Regions from separate parts of the Pan troglodytes genome. Here region 2 is linked to region 1. The links are chromatin contacts, called in public HiChIP or PLAC-seq maps. All regions are on one chromosome and are shown on one strand. Each heading gives the region's core, a stretch centred on a gene start, on an enhancer-like site or on the middle of the called end of the contact. The rest is flanking DNA. Distances are from core to core; before and after follow the strand shown.

What was found. HiChIP or PLAC-seq counts read pairs in DNA pulled down with a chosen protein or histone mark.
Region 2: an H3K4me3 HiChIP or PLAC-seq map of stem cell-derived excitatory neurons shows a contact between it and region 1, with 3 times the contacts expected there. The contact joins the promoter of RNF185 here to the promoter of SLC35E4 in region 1. A contact is called at or near these places in 1 of 7 Hi-C or Micro-C datasets (stem cell-derived neural progenitor cells) and 1 of 1 datasets of contacts at active chromatin or transcription factors (stem cell-derived excitatory neurons).

What each region holds. Positions count from the first base shown.
Region 1 is chr23:32,751,812-32,759,699 of NHGRI_mPanTro3-v2.0_pri, reverse strand. It overlaps SLC35E4 (solute carrier family 35 member E4), which reads right to left and starts at 2,761. Exons shown (of 2, transcript XM_054675832.2): 1 at 2,009-2,761. The coding sequence starts at 2,627. It overlaps OSBP2 (oxysterol binding protein 2), which reads right to left and starts at 2,091. Exons shown (of 15, transcript XM_016938976.2): 1 at 2,009-2,091.
Region 2 is chr23:33,274,425-33,282,312 of NHGRI_mPanTro3-v2.0_pri, reverse strand. RNF185 (ring finger protein 185) reads right to left here and starts at 3,115. Exons shown (of 7, transcript XR_002941235.3): 1 at 2,980-3,115. It also overlaps the pseudogene LOC107970338.

The sequences.
Region 1 (7,888 bases), core at 1,512-4,011:
TTCGCCCGATATCTGGCTGAATTTCCCCCAATACACCTCAGCCTCCCAAAGTGCTGGGATTACAGATGTGAGCCACCGCGCTGGGCTGAACTTCTTTCTTTTTTTTGAGACAGAGTCTCATTCTGTCGCCCAGGCTGGAGTGCAGTGGTGTGATCTCAGCTCACTGCAACCTCCTTCTCCTGGGTTCAAGGAATTCTTATGCCTCAGCCTCCCCAGTAGCTGGGATTACAGGTGCATGCCACCTGGCCCAGCTAATTTTGAGACAGAGTTTCACTCTTGTTACCCAGGCTGGAGTGCAATAGCGTGATCTCAGCTCACTGCAACCTCTGCCTCCCAGGTTCAAGCGATTCTCTCACCTCAGCCTCCTGAGTAGCTGGGATTACAGGCGCCCACCATCACGCTCAGCTAATTTTTGTATTTTCAGTAGAGACAGGGTTTCCCCATGTTGGCCAGGCTGGTCTCGAACTCCTGACCTCAGGTGATCCACTTGCCTCGGCCTCCCAAAGTGCTGGGATTACAGCTGTGAGCCACTGCGCCTGGCCCAATTTTTTTTTTTTTTTTTTTTTTTTTGAGATGGAGTCTCACTCTGTCGCTTTGGCTGGAGTGCAGTGGGGCGATCTCGGCTCACTGCAACCTCTGCCACCCGGGTTCAAGCTATTCTCCTGCCTCAGCCTCCCGAGTAGCTGGGATTACAGACACCTGCCATGGCGCCCGGTTAATTTTTTTGTATTTTTAGTAGAGATGGGGTTTCACCATCTTGGTTAGTCTGTTCTTGAACTCCTGACCTCGTGATCCACCCGCCTCAGCCTCCCAAAGTGCTGGAATTACAGGCATGAGACACCGCGCCCGGCCCCCATTTTTGTATTTTTAATAGATACAGGGTTTCACCATGTTGGCCAGGGTGGTCTGGAACTCCTGGCCTCAAGAGTCCTCCCACCTCAGCCTCCCAAAGTGCTGGGATTACAGGCATGAGACACCATGCCCGGCCTGTCAAATCATGAACTTCTCTGGGTCTTAGTCCCATCATCTGTAAAATGGGGATAAAGTTGGTGGTTGCCATGACAACTCAAGGTCAACACTCAGCACCAAGCCTGTCACACTGTAGCTCCCAGTAAACAACAGCCCTCCCCAGACTTAGACCTGACCCATGACCTTCCAAATCCCAGCTCAAGGCTTTACCCTCCTTTTCTCTCCCTGGCCCATGCTTTCTGGCTTTCCTTTGTGTCCAAAGCCTCAGGCCACATCTCTTGGAAGCATGGAGTCTGACTATCTGGGTTTAGATCTTGCCTCTGCTGCTCACTGGCCACGTGGCCCAGGGCAAACCTCTTCATCTATCAAATGGGAACAATACAGTGAGATAAAAGGCTAGTCAAACACAGATCACTGGCTATCACTAAATACTGGTTTGTAATTCCAGAACTTCAGGAAGCTGAGGTGGGAAGATCGCTGAGGCCAGGAGTTCAAGACCCACCTGGGCAACATAGCAAGACCCTGTGTCTATACAAAAAAAAAAAAAAATTAGCTGGCCAGGTGGGGTGGCTCACGCTTGAAATCCTAGCACCTTGGGAGGTCAGGAATTCAAGATCAGCCTGGCCAACATGGTAAAATGCCGTCTCTACTAAAAATACAAAAATTAGCTTAGCGTGGTGGTGCGCACCTGTAGTCCCACTTACTTGGGAGGCTGAGGCAGAAGAATCACTTGAACCCAGGATGCGGAGGCTGTAGTGAGCTGAGATCTCACCAATCCAGCCTGGGTGACAGAGCCAGACCCTGTCTAAATAAGTAAATAAACAAATAAACACGAGTTGGGCCTCCAGAGCCTGAGTTTGGGGCCTGGAACTCACTGAACTGTTGGCTCTCTCTGAGCCTCAGTTCTGCTTCCCCCACAGCCATGAACCTCAGTTTCCTCATTTGTAAAATGGGACAACAGCCATACCCCTCACAGGGCCATCCAGGCCATGCACCCACCCGGACCCCCACCTTCTCAATTGGCCACCCAGGCACTTACTTTGCTGAACCGACTTGAGTCCGCGGAGGCAGGTGGCTGCGAGCAGGAAGCCACAGCCAGTGGGGGGTGTCCGGAACTCTCCAGCCAGGCTGCAGGCGGCCCCCAGGCAGAGCGGGCCCATGGCGGCCAACTGAAGCGGGTGGTGGCGGCGGCCCAGCAGCAGTGCCGACAGGGCCAGGGTGAACAGAGGTGTGGTGGTAGTGACCAGTTGTGCCAGGTCCAGGGGCACAGCCCTTAGGCCCACGTTGCCACAGGCCATGGAAGTGCCGAAGGTGAGACTGAGCAGTAGGACTCGGCAGCGAGTGCCGCCTGGCATGGGGCGCCGTGCCCCCCGGTGGCATGCCAGGGCTGCCACCAGCATGTGCAGGGCCGACAGCAGCAGGGGCCGCCCAAAGCCGTGCACTGTGAAGATCCACTTGTTGAGGCTTGACATGCTGGCTCCCGCCAGCAGCCACACCAGTGCTGCCATGGCCACTCGGGCCCGGCCAGGCTGCCGGAGGGCCTGAGGGCTGCCAGGGGGCCACTCGGGGGGCCCAGCCGCCTGAGCACCACCAGCTGCTGCTGCTACTTCAGCTGAGGTCATCCTGCCATCATGGTGCTCCGGCGGGCAGCGGCACATCCGCACCAGTGAGGCTACGGCAGGAGGCGGGCTCCCCAGTGACGACCTCTGGGCCACCAGAGAGTTCCGCTTGGGGTCAGGCTAGATCCTGGTTCCTCCGACCCCGTGTCCCGTTTCAGACAGGTGAGAACACTGCTTACTTGTGCCAGGCCTGTGCCAGCGATGTCTAGAAGCTAAGCTGTGTTTCCAGCTCAGGGCAGAGCCAAGGTCGCGGCTGCTAGGATGCCAGGGTCTCCGATGCTCAAGCGTTGGCTCCAGGCACCTCTGCCCCGTGCCAGGTGGTCTCCACTTTCCTCCTCGCCTAGTGCCCACGTTATGCTTTTAGATGAAATCCTCGTTCCTTTTTTCTCTTCAGTCCCCAGGTCATTAGGGTGCGCGCAGATCCAGACCCTGGGAACTCCTGCGTGCTCTGGCCGTGACCAGGCCTGGCAGGGGGGCGATCTGGGCTCCGCGCCTGGCGGTGCCCGGCCCGGGGGGTCGCGGGCTAGCTGCCTCCCACAGCGCCCGGGCAGTAAGCTGACACCACGGCCCGTGCTCCGGCCGGTGCCTGGCGGCGAGCTAGGCGCGGATCCAGCAGGGCCTGCGCTCCAACTCCTGCTCTCTGAGGCTTTGGCTGCGGCTCTGGCTGCGGCTGTGACTCCGGCTGCGGCTCCTGCTGCGACTCACGCCCGGCTCCAGCTCAGGCCCGGCACGGCGGGCGCGGCGGTGCGCTCTTGGCTCCGCCTCCGCCTCTGCCTCCACCGCCGCCGCCCGCTCCCTACACGGAAAATTGGGCTGAGCACCCCCGCCAGGCCCCGCCCCAGGCCAGGCCCCGCCCCCGGACCGGGAGGGCGGTCTCGCCCCGCCCCAACGCCTCCCGCTCACAGCCCCTCCCCCATCGGCCTGGCATTTCCCCCATCAGCCCTCCTCCGCCCGCGGCCTGCGCATCTGCCCAGTAGACCCCCCCCCCGAGCTGTCGTGGTCAGCCTCTCTTCGCCGCCAGGGGGGACCAAGTCGCTCCCCACCCAGCGCCAAGGCGAGCCCTCCATGGAGATGAACGCGCGTTGCTGGAGACACTGGGGTATCCCGCACAGCCGCCCAGGCTATCTTCAAGAAGCAGGGTAGTGAGGAGGGGCCCACAGCCCCCATCCTGGGACCAGTCTTACGCCCACCTGATCTCTGGCCACAATTATCTCGTGGGACCTCAGCATCCAGCAGAGCTGGATTACGGGGTCCCTTAAGGCACCTCCATCGCCCCTCCGTAGCCCCAGCATCCTCCCCAGCCTCCCAGTCCAGGGCGGCGCCCCCTGGGGACCCTCAGAGGGAAGCTGAATCACCAGGCAGGGATACCCACAGCTGCGGAAGTAGGTACCGCCGGCCGGCATCCTTCCCCGGCCAGCAGCCTCTGTCCCGTCCCCTGAGCACTCGAAGCTGACTCATAGCAGAACTTCCTGGGGTCCACCCTGTGTCCCAGCCCCGGCAAGACAGAGCCCTGGGCTGGGAGGCAGAGCGGTTGCCACTGAGCCCTTGTTCCTGTCTGGGTCTCGGTTTTCCCACCAGAACGACAGACGCTCTCTGAGGTCAGGATTGGGTAAACGGCGCGCCCCAGGGCAGAAGAGGTCCATCCAGATTCCAGGTTAGGCCAGGCCCTGGCCCCTCTGAGCTCTGAAGTCCAGGAGCACGAGGACCAAGGCCCAGCCATGTGCCCAGTATCAGATGTGAGCCTCTTTCCTGTTGTCGGTCTTCCTACTAGGCTCCTGCCCAAGAGGACCCAGCTCACCCCTTGCCTGTTGTCTAACCAGCAAATCCTTGATAACAGCAACCTCTCTTGAGACACAAGATCTCAAAGGGGTACCGCTGAACCCAGCCCGCTGCGCCCTCTGGTGGCCAGGCGCGGAATATAGCCCTCAATCCCCATCCCAATCACGGGACGCGGGTTTAAAATACCCAGCCTCAAAGGAGGCCTGCTGAATCAGAGGCTCTCTGTCACGGGTGGGCCTGGGAATTTACATGGTCACATTTGCCTCTGTAAGTCCGACGCCTGCTGGAGCCTGCAGATCTCTGCTGAATAGCCTAAGCTACAGGGCAGGGGGTGCAGATAGGGAAATTTCCAGGCCAAGGACCAAAAAATGGTGGCATTTAGGGTTTCTCCAGAAAGGGTTGTGGAAAGGAAACTAAGCCAGCCAAAGTGGACGGCCCCTCTCCCGCACCCCCTTGCCATTTCCTGAGGAAGAGAAATCTGGGATCCCTAAGGGTTATAATTATCTTTGAGATTTTGTCAGGTTTTTTTGTTTGTTTTCCAAGACTGAGTTTCGCTCTTGTTGCCCAGGCTGGAGTGCAATGGCACGATCTCAGCTCACTGCAACCTCTGCCTCCCGGGTTCAGGTGATTCTCCTACCTCAGCCTCCCGAGTAGCTGGGATTACAGGCGTGCACCACCAAACCCGGCTAATTTTTGTATTTTTAGTAGAGACAGGGTTTCACCATGTTGGTCAGGTTGGTCTCAAACTCCTGACCTCAGGTGATCCACCCACCCTGGCCTCCCAAAGTGCTGGGATTACAAGCATAAACCACCACGCCCAGCCTGGATTTTGTCAGTTTTCTAGTAAGTTTCCTTTAGTAAAAAACAATAGGCTGGGTACAGTGGCTCATGCCTGTAGTCCCAGCACGTTGGGAGGCTGAGGCATGAGGATCACTTGAGCTCAGGAGTTGGAGACCAGCTTGGGCAACACGGCAAAGCCTCGTGTCTACAGAAAATACAAAAATGAGCTGGGAGGCTGGCCGAAGAGGCTCACGCTTGTAATCCCAGCACTTTAGGAGGCCGAGGCTGGCGGATCACTTAAGGTCAGGAGTTGGAGACAGCCTGGCCAACATGGTGAAACCGCGTCTCTACTAAAAATACAAAAATTAGCTGGGTGTGGCGGTGGGCTCCTGTAGTCCCAGCTACTCAGGTGGCTGAGGCAGGGGAATCGCTTGAACCCGGGAGGCAGAGCTTGCAGTGAGCCAAAATCACACCACTGCACTCCAGCCTGGAGGAAATCGCACCACTGCACTCCAGCCTGGACGAAAGAGCAAGACTGCATCTCAAAAACAAACAAACAAACATGAGCTTGACATGGTGGTGTCTGCCTGTAGTCCCAGCTACTCAGGGGATTGGGAGGGAGGATCCCTTGAGCCCAGGAGATGGAGGCTGCAGTGAGCTGAGATTGCACCACTGCACTCCAGCCTGGGTGACAAAGACCCTGCCTCAAAAAAAAAATTTTTTTTTTTTTTTTGAGATTAGAGTCTCACTCTGTCGCCCAGGCTGGAGTGCAGTGGCACGATCTCAGCTCACTACAAGCTCCGCCTCCCGGGTTCATGCTATCCTCCTGCCTCAGCCTCCTGAGTAGCTGGGACTACAGGCTCACACTACCACGTCCGGCTAATTTTTTGTATTTTTAGTAGAGACAGGGTTTCACCGTGTTAGCCAGGATGGTCTCGATCTCCTGACCTTGTGATCCACCCGCCTTGGCCTCCCAAAGTGCTGGCATTACAGGGGTGAGCCACCGCACCCGACCAAAACTTTTTTAAATTTAATTAAAAAATAATAAGAAAGAAAAAACCAACAACAGTAATAATTTTTTTTTTTTTGAGATGGAGTTTCGCTCTTGTCACCCAGGCTGGAGTGCAGTGGCACAATCTCAGCTCATTGCAACCTCTGCCCTCCCCCCTCACCCCAGGTTCAAGTGATTCTCCTGCCTCAGCCTCCCAAGTACCTGCCATCATGCCTGGCTAATTTTTGTATTTTTACTAGAGACGGGGTTTCACCATGTTGGCCAGGCTGGTCTCGAACTCCTGACCTCAGGTGATCCACCCACCTCGGCCTCCCAAAGTGCTGGGATTACAGGCATGAGCCACCTCGCTCAGCAACAATAATAATTTATATATATATATACATTTTATTTTATTTTATTTTTAAGATAGAGTCTCACTCTGTCACCCAAGCTGGAATGCAATGGCACAATCTTAACTCACTGCAACCTCCAACTCCCAGGTTCAATCAATTCTTCTGTCTCAGCTTCCAAAGTAGCTGGAACTACAGGTGCCCACCACCATTTACAGCTAATTTTTGTATTTTTAGTAGAGATGGAGTTTTGCCATGTTTGCCCGGCTAGTCTCAAAGTCCTGACCTCAAGTGATCCCCTGCCTCAGCCTCCCAAAGTGCTCAGATTACAGGCATGAACCACCACACTTGGCCCACAATAGTAATTATACAAAACAAAAACACCTTGTACCTTCTCAGAGCTGAGCTGATGGGAAGTGGTGGTGAAAATCTGTCTCCAAGACCACCATGAAGCGGCTCCCACCTGCCCTGCCTAATGACAGGTGGCTCTGAGGACTATGGATTAAGCAAGCGAGGCCTGGACAGGCCTTGGTGGAATGGAGAGGATGGCACACCTTGGGGTGAAGGGAGTCTGAGGGCAGAGCCCAAAGCAGGTGACCCAGCAGCACCATCCTCCATGGGAGCCCAGAGGGGCCAGGGCACATGGGAGGGGCTGTGGCTTCCTCAGGCCCAGTCTCAGGGGGCAGGGAGGTGGCATGGTACAACGGCAAGTGTTGGCACTGGGGTCCAAGGTCGGGGAATCTCAGCTCTGCCACCCACAGACACCACCTGTGGCCAGGGTGGAGGGCTTCATCCCACCCACTCCTTACTGTTCCTCCTGGAGGCAGGCGCTGTATTATCTCAGTTGCAGATGAGAGGGCTTGGTCAGCTGCAGAAAGCAAGGAGCCAGGGACACGCAGCTTGAGTGGTGGCAGGAGGTTTGGACCTGGTCTCCGTGTGGCTCTAGGGCCTCAGCCTTTTTTTTTTTTTTTTAAGATGGAGTCTCACACTGTCACCCAGGCTGGAGTGCAGTGGCACAATCTCGGCTCACTGCAATCTCTGACACCTGGGTTCAAGCAATTCTCCTGCCTCAGCCTCCTGAGTATCTGGGATTACAGGGGCCTGCCACCATGCCCAGCTAATTTTTGTAGTTTAGTAGAGACAGGGGCTCACCATCTTGGCCAGGCTAGTCTTGAACTCCTGACCTCGTGATTCACTTGCCTCGGCCTCGCAAAGCTTTTTTTTTTTTTTTTTTTTTTTTTTTTGAGACAGGGTCTTGCTCTTTCCCCCAGGCTGGAGTACAGTGCAGTGGTGTGATCATAGCTCATTGCAGCCTCCAATTCTTGAGCTCAATTGATCCTCTTGCCTCAGCCTCCCAAGTTGCTAGGATTACAGGCGGGAGCCACTACCCCTGGCTACTT
Region 2 (7,888 bases), core at 1,866-4,365, 520 kb before region 1:
AATACTTCAGACTCTGTGGACCATATGGTTTTTATGGGAAGTAATCAACTCCACTGAGCAGCATTAAAGCACCCAAAGACAATATGTAAATATATATGAGTATAAATAAATGGGTGTGACTGAAATGAACACTGAAATTTTATCTTCCTGTAATTGTCACCTATGTAATATTATTCTTCTTTTATTTCCCATCATTTAAAAATGTAAAAAGCAGGCCAGACGTGGTGGCTCACGCCTGTAATCCCAGCACCTTGGGAGGCCGAGGCGGGCAGATCACGAGGTCAGGAGATCAAGACCATCCTGGCTAACACAGTGAAACCCTATCTCCACTAAAAATACAAAAAATTAGCCAGTCATCGGGGTGGGCGCCTGTAGTCCCAGCTATTCGGGAGGCTGAGGCAGGAGAATGGCATGAACCCAGGAGGCGGAGCTTGCAGTGAGCCGAGATGGAGCCACTGCATTCCAGCCTGGGCAACAGAGCGAGACTCTGTCTTAAAAAAAAAAAAAAAAAAGAAAGAAAGAAAAATGTAAAAAGCACCCTTAGCTCACAGACCATATAAACAAGCAGTAGGTCCAGGTTTGGTTCACAGCCTATATATAGTATGCAGATCCCCACTCTAGGTCAGAATTTGCTAATGTGTGCTTCAATTAAAAAAAAAAAAGATTTGACATCAAGTAGATTAAACAAATGGAACAAGTTATTATCTTGGCTTATAAAGCACATTTCCTTATTGCAGGACCTCTCAAGTGCTTTTAATGTGGTATTACATATTGAGAAGCTCCAAGAAAGAATAATGGTATGTGGCTTTCTCAAACTTATTATTAGCATCAAATCCTTTTTTCAGAGCCACTTCTTCAGACCAGTGGCCTGAAGAACATACTTATGAGAATGTCAATTCAGACACTTCTTTAAAAGGAAACTTTTAGATCGAGAAGTTCTAAAAACTCCAACAAATTAAGATCATTTTACCCAGTACCTGGATAACATCTGAATAAGCATTTCACAACTTTTTTATTTTTTAATCTTGGGAAACACAAGTCGATAACTGGCAGGAAGTTTTGGCTCAACCCTAACTTTTGTGGCGGCGGGGGAGCAAGTCAGCAGAAGTGGGTCATAATATGGAGCCTCTGCTCCCTAAGACAACATAAACATTCCTAAGCATTCTAGCAGGTGTTGAAAAAGTGATTTAGGCAGAGCTTTGTAATGCACAAAATAAGGACATAATAATGTTTGATTAGAAAACCAAAGGTATGCTAGAGGCCAGGCACAGTGGCTTACACCTGAAATCCCAGCACTTTGGGAGGCTGAGGCAGGCGGATCACTTGAGGTCAGGAGTTCGAGACCAGCCTGGCCAACATGGTGAAACCCCATCTCTACTAAATACTCAAAAAAAAAAAAAAAAAAGCTGGAACTTGTCATGTGTGCGAACTGGCAAGTCAAGTCTATAAGAGGACTGTTTTTATATGATGCATGGAAAGCTAGCCAACAAACTGCAAAAATTCTCTCACATCTATACACATATTGCTGAAGAGAGGATTCAAGCAGGGATTATGTTCCAGGGAAGAGAAGGCTGGTCTGAACAACCTCAAGGGGTCCTTTCAACTGAGAGTCCTCAATTTTGTGATTCAGAGTTCACTGGCTTCTCCTGGTCAAACATAAAATCTTCAGAGGCATTTCCAACTTGTTCTTAGAAAAAAGCTACTAACCCATGGGGTGGGACCCAGTTTACTTATTCATTCAATAAACATTTAAGGTGCCTCTATCAGATATTGGGTCATTCCAAAGTCCTTGAAAAGAAGGATGGTGCACAGGACAACCAGGAAGAGATTACGTAAGGTCAGATGCATTGGCCTTATTTACAGGAGATGTAGGCTAAAGTGATGGAAGTGTCAAAAGAGAAGAAAAAAGTCACATTTGCCTTGAGAGCAGAGTCAGCACCAGAAAGATGCAGAACAACTACTTAGAATCACAGACTTTCAAGTTGGAAAGGACCTTCATCTAATACCTATATACCTCCCTCGAAAGGAGGCACGGAGGCAATCCATTCACTCCATCGGTGGTCACCTCTGACGATTCTTCCATTTAAGTTCTTCTATTAAGCAAAAATCTTGTCTTCCTGTAGAATTCACCTGTTAGTCCTAGTTCTGCCTCTTTTAGCCTAAAGATGAAGTGGAAGCCCTCTTTGCCGTAACAGTATTTTCAATTTTTAAAAAGTTAATTCCCTTCCATTGCTCTCTTTACTGAGCTAACCATTCCAGTTCTTTCAAAGTTCCTGAACTGGCACCAGCTGCCTCAAAGCGAAGAATGGATATCTAGTGCTCACAGCAGGAAAGCACTTAAAATCAATGAGCTTCAAACATCAGTATATACAGGACCCCCCTACACATAAGTTCAGATTCTAAACCAGAAGTCTGAATTGAGTCCCGCGCTGTAAAGCCGGCATCTCAGAGAATTACAAAGCAGATGGTGTAAGAACCATATTTTGAAAAACACTGCCCCGTTTTAGACACGAGAAAACTGAGGCCCAGCACAGGGAAGAGATTTGGCCCAGAACGCACAATTGTCTGTCGGTGGCGAAGTCTCGAATCCAGGTCTCTTACTTTCAGCCCAACTCTGTTCACCGCGCTCCCCGGCCTCTGCTTCTCCACTCAGGGCAAACTCGTGAAATGCACTCCCAGATGATAGAGGCGGTCTCGCACGGGGGATAGAATGGGAATCAGTGCCCATGTCTCGAAAGGAGAGCTTGTGGGAGCCCTTCTCTTTCTCAAGGCCTCAGTTTCCCCAATCTGTAATCATGGGACGCAGAACCACAACGCCAGCTCGTCCTCTTTTCGGGGACAGACATGACCGGTCTTGCTGTCTCTGGGCCCCTGGGCTCAGATGTTGAAGCCCGTGTGTCCTGGGAAGGCGGACCCGGGTCTCCCGCCCCCGTCCCTAAACTTTGGCGGCCCCCGCCCCAACCCCAGCCCCTCACATACCTGCCTCCGCACAGTTAACGCCAGCCCAGTCAATCAGTTTTTCGGGTACACGGCCAATACTAACGCCGCGTCAATCTGTTGGGTAGGACCTCCGACCCCTCCTACGCGGACTCCAGTCACATGACGCGGAGCCGCCCCTCTCGGAGGGACTTCCGGCCCCAACCGGAAGAGGTTAATTTCCATGTCCGAAGCTCTAAGGTTCCGCCTGCGAGCAGGAAGCGGAGGAACCTTGGAGCTCTTCAGCAGCTTTTCAAAGAGCTTTGGGTTCGGGGCTCCTAAAAGAAAAAAACTGATTCCGGCCGGGCGCGGTGGCTCCCACCTGTAATTCCAGCACTTTGGGAGGCCGCGGCGGATGGATCACTTGAGGTCAGGAGTTCGAGACCAGCCTGGCCAAAATGGTGAAACCCCTCTGTACTCAAAATACAAAAAGTAGCCGGTCGTGGTGGCGCACACCTGTAATCCCAGCTACTCGGGAGGCTGAGGCAGGAGAATCGCTTGAACCCGGGAGGCGGAGGTTGCAGTGAGCTGAGATCGCACCACTGCACTCTAGCCTGGGCGACAGAGTGAGACTCCGTCAAAAAAAAAAAAAAAAAAAAAAAAAAAGAGAGAGAGAGAGAAAGAACTAACTCATTCCGGAAAGTACCAGATAAACTTGGAACATCTTGTTACACTAGAATATAAGGTTGATGGTAATAAGAATCATGGGAATGTGTCAAAGAACACAGGAGTTGTCTTGAAGGAGATCCTACTGGCCAAGTCAGGGCAATTTCAGAATCAAAATATGGAGTGATAGTAATAGAGTATAACTAATTGAATAAAATAGTAATCCATGAGTCGTTACAAACATAAAGAAGTGAGCATATTAATGGGTGAAGGGAAAGTCTTCCTTTTTGTAGAATGCCAGCTAATAAACATGGTGGAATTAGGAAATCAATAATGTGTGGTAAAACTAGAGAAACGGGATGTTTACAACAGTAAAAGTGTCTCCCATAAATTAGCTATTGATTACAAAGGGAAAATGGTGATGTTACAGAGGTTTAACCTAGCAGAACAAACAGATCAAAGTGATCAAAGTTAACACCACTAGTTAATGGGTCAGATCAAGGGCCTCCTAATAAAATGCACTGAGAACACATCTGTGGTATTTCTGTCAAAAGTGCACCGTACACATCTCATGAGGAAGTGCTAGAGAACCCCAAATGAAGGACACTCTCTACAAAATAACTCATTGTCATGAAAAACAGAGAAAAGCTGAGGAACTGTTCCAGTTTAAAGGAGACTAAAGAAGCATGACAACAAAATGTGGTGTGTGATTCTAAATAGGACCCTGGACTGGGGTGGTGGTGGTGGTGGAATAGTTGTAATGGACAATATTGGGACAAGTAATGAAATTTGAATATGGATTGTGGATTAGCTGTTAATACATATTGTATCAAATCACATACTGATAGGTGATGGAGCTTGTGATTTGCACTCAAGCAGTCATTGGAGTTCTTGACAGCCATCTTCATTCATTCAACTAGCATTTATTAAGTACCTACAGTTATCCCAGGAACTGTTAGGGATCGGACCTGAGTAGGAGGTGAACATAGTAGATAAAGGCCGGCGCGGTGGCTCACGCCTATAATACCAGCACTTTGGGAGGTCGAGGCGGGCGGATCACCTGAGGTCAGGAGTTCGAGACCAGCCTGGCCAACATGGTGAAACTTATCTCTACTAAAAATACAAAAATTAGCCAGGCGTGGTGGCGGGCACCTGTAATCCCGGCTACTTGGGAGGCTGAGGCTGGAGAATTGCTTGAACCCAGGAGACAGAGGTTATAGTGAGCCAAGATCGTGCCATTGCACTCCAGCCTGGGCGACAAGAGTGAAACTCCGTCTCAGAAAAAAAATTAAAAATAGTAGATGAAATAAGCTCATAGATGAAAGTCCTAGTCTGCCAGCCACCTTCGCAAGTTCCTGTGATCAAGAAGTAATACAGGGGATGTTTCCAGTCACACAAACCTGGATTTGAAACCAAGCTCTAAGAGAAAAACAGCCCCTGATATCCAGGAGATGGTCTGGCACTCACAAATAGACCTTGGTGTGTTCTCTTATTGAACATAAAAACTTCACAGAACATCAACATCAAACAAGGCCACTATGTGACCATGATGGATCAAGACAATAACAAAACCACTCGAATCATGTCTAAACCCAGACAAAACATGAGCATTGTTCGAACTACAAAAATGGCCAAACATTTCCCTATTCTGGCTCATATAGAGATTATAGATTTAGCCTCGGTCTACTCTTCCCTCCTTCTAAATAATGTTTATCAAGGTACTCACTCATAGGCAGCATCCAATCCAGAAAACCCCATTTTCTTAAGCCCTCCTCCAAATCACCTAATGCAAGCCCAAATCCTATGTGTCCTTTGTAACACTTTGTTACTGAGATGCCCCTTTGTTTGTTTGTTTTTGAGACAGAGTATCACTCTGTCACTCAGGCTGGAGTGCAGTGGTGTGATCTCAGCTCACTGCAGCCTCTGCCTCCTGGGTTCAAGTGATTCTTCTGCCTCAGCCTCCCAAGTAGCTGGGATTACAGGCGCCCACCATCACTCCCGGCTAATTTTTGTATTTTTAGTAGGGACAGGGTTTCACCATGTTGGCCAGGCTGGTCTCGAACTCCTGACCTAAGGTGTTCCTCCCACCTTGGGCTTCTACAGTGCCGGGATTACAGATGTGAGCCACCAAGCCCAGCAGCCCTATTGTTTCTCATGATTCATGTCCTCTCACCCTTACCCCATAACAAGTGATAAACTCAACTTGTTTAACCACAGATGTGTTCCAATTTCTTCCTACCTCAAAAAGTTGTTATGAGGATACTTGGAACAGGTTCAGCAGAGAGTGAGCGTTCTCCATCAATCGATCCATTATCTATTTTTTATTTAAAAAAAAAAACATGGTCTCAGCCTGTGGTCCAGACTGGAGTGCAGTGGCACACCATCCTAACTCACTGCAGCCTTCAACTCCTGGGCTCAAGTGATCTCCCACCTCAGTCTCCTGAATAACTGTGACTACAGGCACGCACCACACCCAGCTAATATTTTTTATTTTTCTGTAGAGACAGGGTCCTGCTGTTGCCCAGGCTGGTCTCAAACTCCTGGCCTCAAGGGATCCTCCCAGTTTGGTCTCCCAAAGTGTTGGGATTATAGGCATGAGCCACCTCACCCAATGCTTTCAATATACTTTTAAAAATTATACATATATTTTTGAGACAGCACCTCACTCTGTCACTCAGATTGGAGTACAGTGATGCCATCTTGACTCACCTCAACCTCTGCCTCCCTAGCTCAAGCGATTCTCCTGTCTCAGCCTCCTGAGTATCTGGGATTACAGGTGCATGCCACTACCACCCAGCTAATTTTTGTATTTTTAGTAGAGATGGGATTTCACCATGTTGGCCAGGCTGCTCTCGAACTCCTGACTTCAGGTGATTTGCCCTCCTCAGCCTCCCAAAGTGTTGGGATTACAGGCGTGAGCCACCACATTTCCCCCTCACCTTGCATTGTTTCTGGGAGAACCTGCACCATACCTTTATCTATAGCCTTCCCCCAGGTCTTAAGAAGCACGAAGTTTTAACTGTGGACACGGGATTTGGTGAAGCAGCAATCACGACTGTGGGCACGAGTAGCAAGGCTGCAGCAGCACATTGACTATAGAATGAAATGCATCCTACAGGAAGGCACAATCTTCTTTGGCACTTTTAAGGCGTTTGACAAGCATGTGAATTTGATCCTCTGCAATTGTGATGAGTTCAGAAAGATCAAGCCAAAGAACGTGAAGCAACCAGAGCTCGAAGGAAAGCACTTTTGGGGTCTGGTGTTGCTGCATGGGGAGAACTTGGTATCCATGACCGTGGAGGGGCTACCCCCAAAATATACTGGCATTGCTCAGGTACCACTTGCTGGAGCTACAGGAGGCCCTGGAGTTGTTAGGGCAGCTGGTAGAGGAGTATCAGCTGGTGTACCAATTCCCCAGGCTCCTGGTGGATTAGCAGGCCCTGTCCCAGGAGTTGGGGGACCATCCCAGCAGGTAATGACTCCACAGAGAAGAGCATTACTGGAGCCCCAACACAGTACCCACCAGGACCGGGGGCTCCACCCCCACCTGTTGGCAGAGCAGCTCCACCTCTAGGCATTATGTTTCCTCCACCTGGTATGAAACCACCCATGGGCCCACCAACTGGGCTTCCCCTTGCTAGAGGGACGCCAGTAGGCATGCCCCCTCCAGGAATGAGACCCTCTCCACCAGGAATGCATCCACCAAGACCCTGGGATATTGCTGATCCATCTCAGTCACTTTTCCCCCTGCAATGCATCTTGTGAAATTGTATAGTGTTTGTGAGCTTTTTGTCCCTTCTTTCTGCATTAATCATAGCTAATAATAAATGCCTAAAGCAATTAAACTGTGGGAAAAAAGATATTGAAGCCATCAGCTTTCATTAAGATAAACTCACTGATTATATTCCTCTTTGCTCTTTTTGTTGGGTTCATAAGGTGGAAAAAATGGAGAGAGTTCAACTTTTCCTTAGTCGGAAATGAGGTCATTCTCATGGTATTTTCTGGAAAGCAATAACCACGTTCCTGAAACTTTAACATTAGGGAACCAGCACTGTTTATTTCTTCATGTTCTTGTTATTAAAAACGTTCCCAAGAAGTAACAGAATTGGAACTACCAAACTTGGAAGCACTTCAGCTTCAAAAATATATCAAGTAATATCTTCTCTGCTTTAGCACACTAAGGCACTTATAATCCCTGGAAGCCCTGTTGGTGATGTTGGCATTTATCCTGCCGGAACCCAGCATAGACTTAATATTATTTGATGCCTACAACATTGTGCTGAATAAAAAATATTCATTCCGGTGG